Linked DNA regions of Mus musculus: region 1 is linked to region 2. A link is a contact called in public HiChIP or PLAC-seq data. All regions are on one chromosome and are shown on one strand. The core of a region is the stretch at or near the end of the contact, and the rest is flanking DNA. Distances in the headings are between cores, read along the strand shown.

Region 1 (4,726 bases), core at 959-3,458, 230 kb after region 2:
ATAATTTCATTCCCCACGACTCACTATCCACCTACTCTGTGCCCTCAATGTACTACAAGAGACTGTGGTGACCAGGTAACTCAAAGTGAATCCACGTGTAAGGGTCTACTGAGCAGCTAAGCAACAGCTCCTTGGACTGACTAGCCTCCAAACTGCTAAAAAAAAAAAAAAAAAGGGGCTGGTGAGATGGCTCAGCGGGTAAGAGCACCCGACTGTTCTTCTGAAGGTCCTGAGTTCAATTCCCAGCAACCACATGGTGGCTCACAACCATCCCTAACAAGATCTGACGCCCTCTTCTGGAGTGTCTGAAGACAGCTACAGTGTACTTACATATAATAAATAAATAAATCTTTAAAAAAAAAAAAAAAAAAAAAAAAAGTTCCACTTAATGGCATTATAGTGTGGCTAGGAGAAAAGACAGGTGGGTCTCTGTAAATTCCAGGCCAGCAGGATTACACAGTGAGACCCTACCTCCAAAGCAAACAAAAACCAAGTGCATGTTTACAGACAATCTACAAAACTAAAGAGAACCCTCTCCCATCCAGAGTCTATACTCCAGCTAGCCTCATTCTTTTCTCAGAAGCAACCCAGTGTTACCAGTGAACACCTTAAGGATCTAAAGACAGTCCACATGAATAGGAATACTCACCCATGCGCCATGCAGTCTATTTATTCACATAGATGGCACTGTGTTGTGTACACTATTAAGCATCTTTCTGCTATTTAATGATGACCTCAGATTCCTTTTCAGTTTGCAAAAAGTATATGCACTTTTCTTCCCACAGCTGCATAGGAATCCATTTGTACGGCTGTGCTGTAATTGTCTAATTTTAATTTTCTGTGTCTGTATGTGGTTATGTGCATGTAAGTGAAGGTGCGTGAAGAGACAGAAGAGGATGTTAGGTTTTGGGTCCCTTGAAGCTGGTGTTACAAGGGGTTGGGTGTCCACTAACAATGCCAGGAACTGAACTCTGGTCCTCTGAAAGAGTAGTACATGCTGAGAGCTGTTCTCCAGCTCCACTTAATTAACTTATTTAGAGACAAGGTTCTCATTGTGTAATGCTGGCTGGCCTTGAACTCAAGAGATCCACCTAACTCAGCCTCCAGAGTTAGGGGACTAAAGGAGTGCACGCCTATGCTCACTCCTTACTTAACTAGTCCTACCTGTATCGTATGGATGAATGACTTATTTAAAGAAAAAAAAAAATCACTCACAGGTGTCTATCTGGCCTGTGAGCTTAAGTCTATCACTGACAAGGAAAACGAGAATTACCATTTATTTTGCATGGTGTCATCATTTAAACCTTACAAGAGTTAGGTGGACAACTACCCGGACACACCTCATACCTCTCTTTTTCTACAGATGAAGAAACGAGCCTAACCTCACGGAATTTCCACATGTCAAAAGCATTTCTAACATGCTTTCTCCACTCCATTCCCTTAACTCTATTAAAGAGAGGTCACATTCTTCTGGCTCAAGATTATGGGTGTGTTCAAGTGACGAGATGAATGGACCAGACGGTATGCAAATTAAGGGGGGGAAATAAAGTAACAACTGTACGCCCTAGAGATGTAGTCCGACTACTGAAAGCTCCCTTGGAGCTCGGTTCGACCAAAATAGGGGCGGAGGATTCCGAGCGTGCGCCGCTGGCCAGCCAAGACTCACGCCTTCTAGCCAAGGAGCCTAGAAAAGACTCCCCTCCAGCCGCTAGAAGGGCCTGGTGGGGGCGGGGGGGCAGACCGGCAGGACGGACAGGACGCTAGACCAATCACCAAAAAGCAGTGATGGCCAAGGGACCAATGGGTGCTCCGGAATGCCCCTACCGGAAGTCACGCCCCCAAACTGTCAAGCGGCGCCCCGTGGCTGGGGCCCGGAGGGGGGGTGCTGGAGGGGGAGGGGAAGGAAAGTCTCCGGGGCCCGAGGCAGGGGAAGGCGACGGCAAGGACGACGGCGCACGACAGCACGAGGACTGCTCCCCTCGGCCGTGCGCTCCTACCCTAAGCACCAAGGCTTGAGCAGGTCCAGGGGGAGAGGCTAGAGAGCGAAGGGCGGTCCCAAATCCGCACCGGTGCCAGGGCATACCGGGCCAGCTCTGCGGCCCAGGCCTCACCTTGAGCTGAGAGCTGTCGGACACTGTTCACGAACTGCTCCAGAGCAGACGCCATGTTTCCCCCCGCTGGTGGCCCGAGCAACAGAGGTAAGCTCGCGCGGGAAAAAGCGACTGCTCTAGGAGGAGGGGCCCGGCGACCCACTAAAGCCTGGAGGCAGGTTGTGTCACTTCCGCCGGCCAAGCGCCGCGAGATCTTACCTGGCTGAGGCACCCCCTCCTGTCTCCATGGAAACAGTTCCGCTAGTCGCCGGAAGTCAGGTCCCCTCCCTCGCCTTTCATTGTAGTGCACTTGGGAAATCTCGTCTCATGTTAAATGGAAATAACGAAGAAAGGAAAGAATAACACTTAAGCACAAAATTTCTGGGCCCAGTTTTGCTTAGAATGACTGAACATTATTTTAAACCTAGCCACATACTTCCGACACGGCTCCATTGCCACTTCCGGAACATGTCACTAGAGAGCCATACTTTCTTCCAAAGGCAAGGGAAAATGACTCCTTTTGAAGGATGGGGAACTCGTTTTATAAGTTCCTAGGAATGGTGGCTTTTATCTAACGACCAGAAACCCTTCTGTATCTGAGGTTGTGCTCATTTCTGAACATACACAATGCCTGAGAACTAACAGCTTAGTGCTGGACAGTTTCCCAAGTCAAAGTGTAACATTAGGAAGGTTTTGAATTCTAAAGCTGAAAATTAAACACCAAGCAATTCCTCGGATTTCCAGGCTCCCCAGGTCTAGACTGAAGCAGTGATTTTTCTCATTCCATCTTTGGTTTCTTATATGACCATCATCTATCTGTAACAGTTAAACTCAGGTTAAACTTTCCCTCTGAAGCAAGCTCGGTAATCTAAGGCTAAGGGGTTCTGATAGATAGCACAGCACACTTTAGGTTCCTGCTTGGCTCGGAACTAATTTCTTTCCTAGGATTTCTAGTGCTGTAGCAAAGATGAGAAAAAGGTTACTTTGTATCACTTCATAAGATGAATGAAAGGCCTCAGGCAATGAGGCTTTAGAGGGAGACTCTTGAAAGCAACCGGGATCCAGGGTGTTAGTGTTACCGCTCTAAGGGGCAAGTTTTCCCTAATACAAGTGTTGCAGTTCCGAGGGGGCAATGCCAATGAATGTGTTACAGCTCCGGAAAGACTTCTCCAATGGAAGTATTACAGCTCTGAGGGGAGAGGTTGCTTGTGTGTAAGTGTGACAGCTGAAGGGAAAGTTATCCTGGCAGTCTGGAGCCAAGGAATGCCACAAAGTCACATGGCACATCAAACGTCACTCAAGAGATTGGGAGAGATAACAGAGGGTGCTGCCTCTCCTGGGAGAAGCAGCAGGGAATTGGTGAGGAGACAGGCTTATACAGAGTTTCATGGGGAAGGAGTTTTCCAGGGTAAAGATTTCCACGGTGAGGATTAGTGAGATTTCAAGCCAAACTCAAAGACTGGTGAGAGTTTGTGCTCAGGGATTCGTAGGTTTTGGAGCTGAGGAATTGGTGGGTTGGTGACAGGAAACGGTCACCAACAAGGATATTTAACCAGATTATAGGTTCCTGGTTTACAGTTGGAGATGGCACTACCCTCTGGAGGAATACTGCTTTATCTTCATCCTTCCAAGTGGTCAATGAACCACAGCTCCAAAGGGGGCAGAAACACCAGTACTAGTGGCATATCTAGTCATAACAAGAACTCTTTGCACACGTACTCACCAGTAAACCTCTATCTTGTTCCCAATATAGACCCACATATGGTTCTCTATAAGTTGACCGGGCATTACTATGGTCAAAGGGACTTTAGGGGTTGGACATCCCATTCTTTTGCTCATATAGCATCTTCATCTGTGGTCAAGCGGGTGGGCAACCACTCCCTGCTTGGATGGTATAGAGTAGTCAGGGATGAGCCAAGAGCCTGCATTTGTTGTCTCAGGGTAATGTTGCCCAACCCCTGTATGCTCTGATAAGGGGAGGCAGGAGTCCATAAAGGACAAGGGGAGAACCCTATGTGACTAGCAGGGCGAGACCTGATACCCAAGCAACTGGCAACAACTGGTCCCCAACCGGGGGACACTTAGTGAAGTCCACAACTGTGTTTTCAAATGGGGTTTCTCCAACACTCTGTACCCTTGAAGAGACATTAGGTCCCCAACTCAGGTTATTTTGGATACACATTTCACATTGTATACCACCTGGGCTGTGCTGGAGAGTCAAAGGATGTACAAAAGTCAGCTTAATAGGCCTTTATGAGCTTCCCAGATAAGGTGGGTCTTCTGGTGTAACTGACAAGACCTGAGACTATGGCCTCAGGAATTAGCCATTTTCAAATCCCCACCATCCATGTGGGAGACAGATTCCACTTTCAGTCTGATACTGAGTGTTAAGGATGTGAGTAGCTAGGCTCCCATTCTGCCACTGGCCTAAATCAGTGCATAAGGCACAGCTCTAGGTTCTACTGCTCCCTTGAAGGTGCAAGCTTCACTTCTCAGTCTTCTTTAGTTTCTTCCCTTGATGCCCTCCAAAGCATACAACTGCCACCTCTTTAGGTGACATACAGCATCTAAGAGTTCAAGGATTTCTTCTTATGTTTGCCTTGGTTTTGTTTGTTTGAGACAAGGTCTCACAATAT
Region 2 (5,357 bases), core at 1,998-4,497:
GTTTGCAGAATGCAATTTCTTTATTCTTTTTGTTTGTATGGTTGGTTGTTTTTATGTTTTGTTTTGTTTTGTTTTGTTTTGTTTTGTTTTTCAAGACAGGGTTTCTCTGTGTAGCCCTGGCTGTCCTGGAACTCACTCTGTAGACCAGGCTGGCCTCAAACTCAGAAATCTGCCTGCCTCTGCCTCCCAAGTGCTGGGATTAAAGGCGTGCACCACCACTGCCCAGCCAATTTCTTTATTCTGTCAATCCTCTCTCGACCTGTTGCCCATGTGTGAGCGACATAGGTAAGAATCTTCAAAAACATTTCTGCCCCATGATTTTTTTCAAATCTCAGGTTGAGGAGAATAGAGTTGAAATTAAAGCTTGTTATGTAAAACAATTTGTAATTTGAAAATGTAGTATTTTTAAGGACAGGACAAACTAAATCCCATGACCTTGCAACTCAAAGAAAAACAAGAAAAAGAAAGAGAGAGAGAGAAAGAGAGAGGAAGGAAGAGAAGAGAAGAGAAGAGAAGAGAAGAGAAGAGAAGAGAAGAGAAGAGAAGAGAAGAGAAGAGTGGCCAGCCAATCCATTAGAGACAAACAATTAGTACTCTTAGGAGACATTATTTCTCCTCTCATTTCTGAATTTGGTTCATTTCTGAATTAGGTCCATTTTAAGAGATGCATCTTAAATGAACTCACTGTTCAGACTAATTGCCTTTCCCTATACCCAGTACAAGAAAAATCTCCTGAGAGTTGTTTCTCCAAGTTATTCCTTCCAACTCCTGGGAATGGGGGCGGGGGGAACGCAGGGAATTCAGTATTATAAATAACTTATCTTAGGAAGAACTCTCTAGGAGCTGCCTGACTTCCTAATGAGCCTGAACCCTTTAAAAGTCTCCTCCATTCACTATGGGGAAGAAATGCTTGGGTGGGAACAGGGAGTCTTTGTCACCCCCTTTCTAGGGAGTAAGTGTGGGGTGACAGTTTCTGTACTGGGGTAGGTTGCCCGGTTCAGTAAACACAATGTGTTCACCATGTCCTAAATAGCTGAACACTTACTTCCAGGACAGGCTTTCAAAGAAAAACAATGTTTCTCTTTCTCCTTACTTTTGCATTTTACCTGGTAAGTGAGAGTAAACACCAAGCCAAGGTTTGACCGTTCTTGTGTTTAGTCCCCAGATATCTGCTGTGTAACTATGTTACAGTTTCCAATCAGCAGAGAATCATTTTTGTTTTTGTTTTTCTCTTCGGACAACCCTCTTTGATTTTGCCATCCACAAAGCTACTGCTATGGTTTAACTATGCTCCTCCAAAGTTCATGTGTTGCACCCTGACTCCCCTGGGCAGCAGTGTTGAGTGGGAGCAGGTTCTGTTAAAGGTGTTGGGTCTCAAAGTCTCTTCCAGAGTGAATGCTGCTATAACCACAGGACTGGGTAAGTTATCACATAGGTGAGTTCCAAATAAAACAATGACCCTGACCTCTCTCTCTTCTGTCTTTCTACTATGGAATGGTAAAACGAAAAGGCACTCACCAAATGTATCCCCATGACCCCGAGCTTCCCAAACTGGAGATAAGTGTAAATCAAACACATTTCTGTTTGTTACAGATCATCCCTTCTCCCGTATTTTGTGCAGCAGTGTGGAATGGGCCATAAAAATGTCCCCAGCTTTTCCTGAACACTTATGATTGTACACCTCTCAGCTTATAGTATATACTGCTACAAACATTATTAGAATATTTGGGTTTGCTACTGGCAATGAATTAAGCCCATTAGTTTGTTTATACTTCAAGCATTCCGAGAGTCTGTATCAGACAACTTGTGAATTGTTAGGAAGATCTGTTTTCAATGATTTTGCGGTTGGGATTTCACCAGATAACCATGAATCAAGGTATTTCTTTGGACAAGAAAATAACCTCTAGCCTTCAATTAAAGAATGTGGTCAAGGGAACTCACCCTTTGCCATTGTCTTTTTGTATCTTGGAGCATGTGATATTTATTTTCTACTTCTTCTATTTTTCATTCATTGTATTACTGGATTCCCTTTTTTAAACTGGAAGCAAAGCGTGGTTTAAAGTGTAGCCATGAGACAAGTAACAGGCTGTTGACTTGTGGCATGCGGGGTATGAGGGAGGACAGCTGCCAGCTTCTGTTGCCCAAGAACATGGCTGCGACTTTTCTTAAGAGAAAGGCCAAGCACAGAGAACCATGTGCGGGAAGATTTCAGCCTTTAGCAATCATTTTTCTTCTCTTGGGAAAAATGCCCTGACTCCCCTTTCATCTGAGGGCCTCACCTGGCTGCAACATCTCAATCCTGGACTCGGTCTCTTCATGCATCTCTCAGAGATGCAGGTCATTCTGAGGAGAGGTCTTTGCAGCAAACAGGGCTTGGGTATTCCTAAGCATCCTCCTGACAGGTGAATTCCTCCTTGCAGACCAGCATCTTAGAACGCTGGGGCTTCAGGAAGCTTGAAAATCAACATGTCTCATATTTGTGAGACATTTTGCTCTTTTTTTTTTTTCCTTCCTGTGTGCCATAATTTTCAGAAAAACTCCACACAATGAAAGCTACTTTGGGTCTCTTAGGCAATGTCACTTGAATCACTAGGTCACAAGGTGAGACCAAATCTTTAGCTTTTCAGAAGTCAGAACATTTAGGACCATGGGCTCTTAGTTTCCTGGAAGCATAGTTAGTCACTGTGAGTAACTTGAATGCCAACGTGTGCCTCATTCCCTTTCCACCTGTAACTCGTGGCACAAGATCATAAGAACAATAGCCTAGGTTTTTATGCAACTGATCTTTGATGACTGAAACATGGACATGGGGTGAGGAAATGGGAGATCCAAGCAAACTTCTTGAAACAATTTCACAAAAATGAAAAGGTGATTGTATCAAGTTTTTGAAAATCACTGCAATGTTAGAAGACTCTGGGAAAGTGACTTTTTAAAATGTTACTTTATTTCTAAAAATATCAATAGGTGCTCCATTTTTAAACTAAAAAAAAAAGATTTGAACATTTATCCGTTTACCTTAATTAAATGGATTAGAGTGCTCTTTGGGGGATAGTTTGAGCTTCCTTCCATGGTAGACAAATATCTTCTCCTGGTACCTCACCTGACAGGCAAGCATTAAACAAGTCGCTACAGTTAAAATATTGATGATGTGGTGAAATACGTCCCTGCTGGGGGACCGTTTGTGTCCAGATCATCTTGGCTTTTTCCTAATGCTTGTGTGTCATGCTTTCTGAACAGGTCACAGCTGATGGAGAAGAACAATGAGAGCTCTGGGGAGTTTATTCTCCTGGGCTTCTCTGACCAGCCCCGGCTGGAGATGGTCCTCTTTGTTGTCTGTACGGTCTTTTATTTTCTAGCTGTCACAGGCAACTCAGCCATCATCTTCCTCTCCCTCATGGACCTCCGGCTACACACACCCATGTACTTCTTCCTCAGCAACCTGTCCCTTCTTGACCTCTGTTACAGCACCAGTAGCATCCCCCAGTTCCAGATTAACCTCTGGGGCCCACGGAAGACCATCAGCTTCGTAGGATGTGCTGTTCAGCTCTTTGCCTTCCTGTCCGTGGGGGGCATCGAGTGCATTCTCCTGTCAGTTATGGCCTACGACCGCTTTGTAGCTGTCTGCAAGCCACTGCATTACCTGACCATCATGCACCCACAGCTGTGCCTGAAGCTGGCAGCCTTTGCCTGGCTCGGTGGCACAGCCAGCTCGACACTGATGTCCCCACTGACCATGTCTCTGGGGCGGTGTGGTCATCGCCGTATCAACCACTTTGTGTGCGAGATGCCGGCTATCATCCACATCTCCTGTGTGGACACAAGCTGGATAGAAGGCCTAATTTTCATCCTGGCCATCCCTATTGTTCTTGTGCCTCTCATTATGATCCTGGTCTCCTACGGCTACATTGCTGCCGCCGTCCTGAGGATCAAGTCTACAGCTAGTCGGCGCAAGGCCTTCAACACCTGCTCGTCACACATGGCGGTGGTGTCTCTTTTCTACAGTAGCATCATCTACATGTACATGCAGCCTGGCAATTTGGCAAGCCAGGACCAGGGCAAGTTTCTAACTCTGTTCTACTGCCTGGTGACCCCCACGCTAAACCCTTTCATCTACTCTCTGAGAAACAAAGACATGAAGGCGGCCATGTTGAAGGTTCTGGGAAAAGATAGAAACCTGCTCGACCCGCAGGGCACTGACAGGACCTGGAACTCACCTCACTTGTCCATGTGTTTCGGACCCATAGTGAATCATAGTGACAATAAGCCAAAGGTGGCAACGATGTGGTGTCTTGTATCCCATAGGTCCCAGATCAGTGATGTATATTACTGTCTGCAGGGAAGGGCCTCCATTTTATTCAAGGAGATAGGACTTCTTACAAAAAAAAACCCCAGCAAACTGACAGAAAAAGACCTGTGGCTTCCTTTTTTGCACAGAGTGGAGGAAATGATTTATTTACAGCTAACCTGTGATGCTGTTCAGACACAAGAGGAAGGAGGCACCGTCTGACAGAATGTGTGCGCATGTGCCTGTGTGTCAGAGAAGTAATGGGAACACTTGCTCTCTCCCATAGAAAGCTGTCTCAGTTTTCCAGCTCTATTGCTCCACCCTGTGGAGCAAACATTCCCATGTCCTCTGATGGTCACCAGCCAACCCTCCTCCCTGTCCCCGCACAAACGGACTTAACTGTTTAACTAAAAGCATTGCTTATTTTAAACTTCAGGTCATGGCCCATGTATAGGTCACAAAGTGAGTTTAGTGAATGTAGCAAGCATTTCAAAAGTAGCACAAAACAGAACAGATTGGTCTATGGAAACATGAGTCAGCTGTGTGTTTTGATTTGACAAATGTGTTTTGGTTTTTGGGTTTTTGTTTTTTTTTTCTCTTGTTCTTGAGGCACGATCTCTGTAGCCCAGCGCCCCTCCTTGTCTCCCAAGTGCTGGGATTGCAAATATTTGGATTACCATGTTCAGCTTCGTTTTTGTTGTTTTCTTTTCCTTCTCTCTTATTTCTTTTAGACTTTTGCGGGGCTGGCATGGAAGCCAGGGCCTTGCCTACCCCAGGCAAGCACTTGACCTCGGCACTCTCTACGTCTCAGTAATGAGTGGGTGACAAAGCTTGCCGCCAGTGCTCTAGAGTTCTCGTAGAACCAGCTCCCGATGGATCGCTCCCGATGGATCAATCAGGCCTTCTGCATCAGAGAAAGACTGGGCACCGAAACTTTAAGGATGGCAGGGAGTGTCTAGGGAGCAAGGCCATCACTGCTTATGGAGGAGGACTAGTGAGAATGAACCAAGATGAGGCTATCAATGGCAGTGATGATGGCGATGCTAACCATGAGGAAATAAAACATTCAACT

The links. HiChIP or PLAC-seq counts read pairs in DNA pulled down with a chosen protein or histone mark.
Region 1: a contact with region 2 is called in an H3K4me3 HiChIP or PLAC-seq map of the 230-238 cell line, with 2.6 times the contacts expected there. The contact joins the promoter of Cops3 here to the promoter of Olfr225 in region 2. A contact is called at or near these places in 5 of 39 promoter capture datasets (the 3T3-L1 cell line, cranial neural crest, hippocampal neurons and 2 more), 2 of 484 Hi-C or Micro-C datasets (the HL-1 cell line and pre-B cells), 5 of 115 datasets of contacts at active chromatin or transcription factors (the 230-238 cell line, bone marrow-derived macrophages, embryonic stem cells and 2 more) and 3 of 9 other capture datasets (adipose tissue, liver and pancreatic islet).

The regions. Positions count from the first base shown.
Region 1 is chr11:59,837,559-59,842,284 of GRCm38.p6, forward strand. It overlaps Cops3 (COP9 signalosome subunit 3), which reads right to left and starts at 2,209. Exons shown (of 12, transcript NM_011991.1): 1 at 2,112-2,209. The coding sequence starts at 2,166.
Region 2 is chr11:59,609,719-59,615,075 of GRCm38.p6, forward strand. Olfr225 (olfactory receptor 225) reads left to right here and starts at 3,248. Exons shown (of 1, transcript NM_001011740.2): 1 at 3,248-4,507. The coding sequence starts at 3,248. The coding sequence ends at 4,507.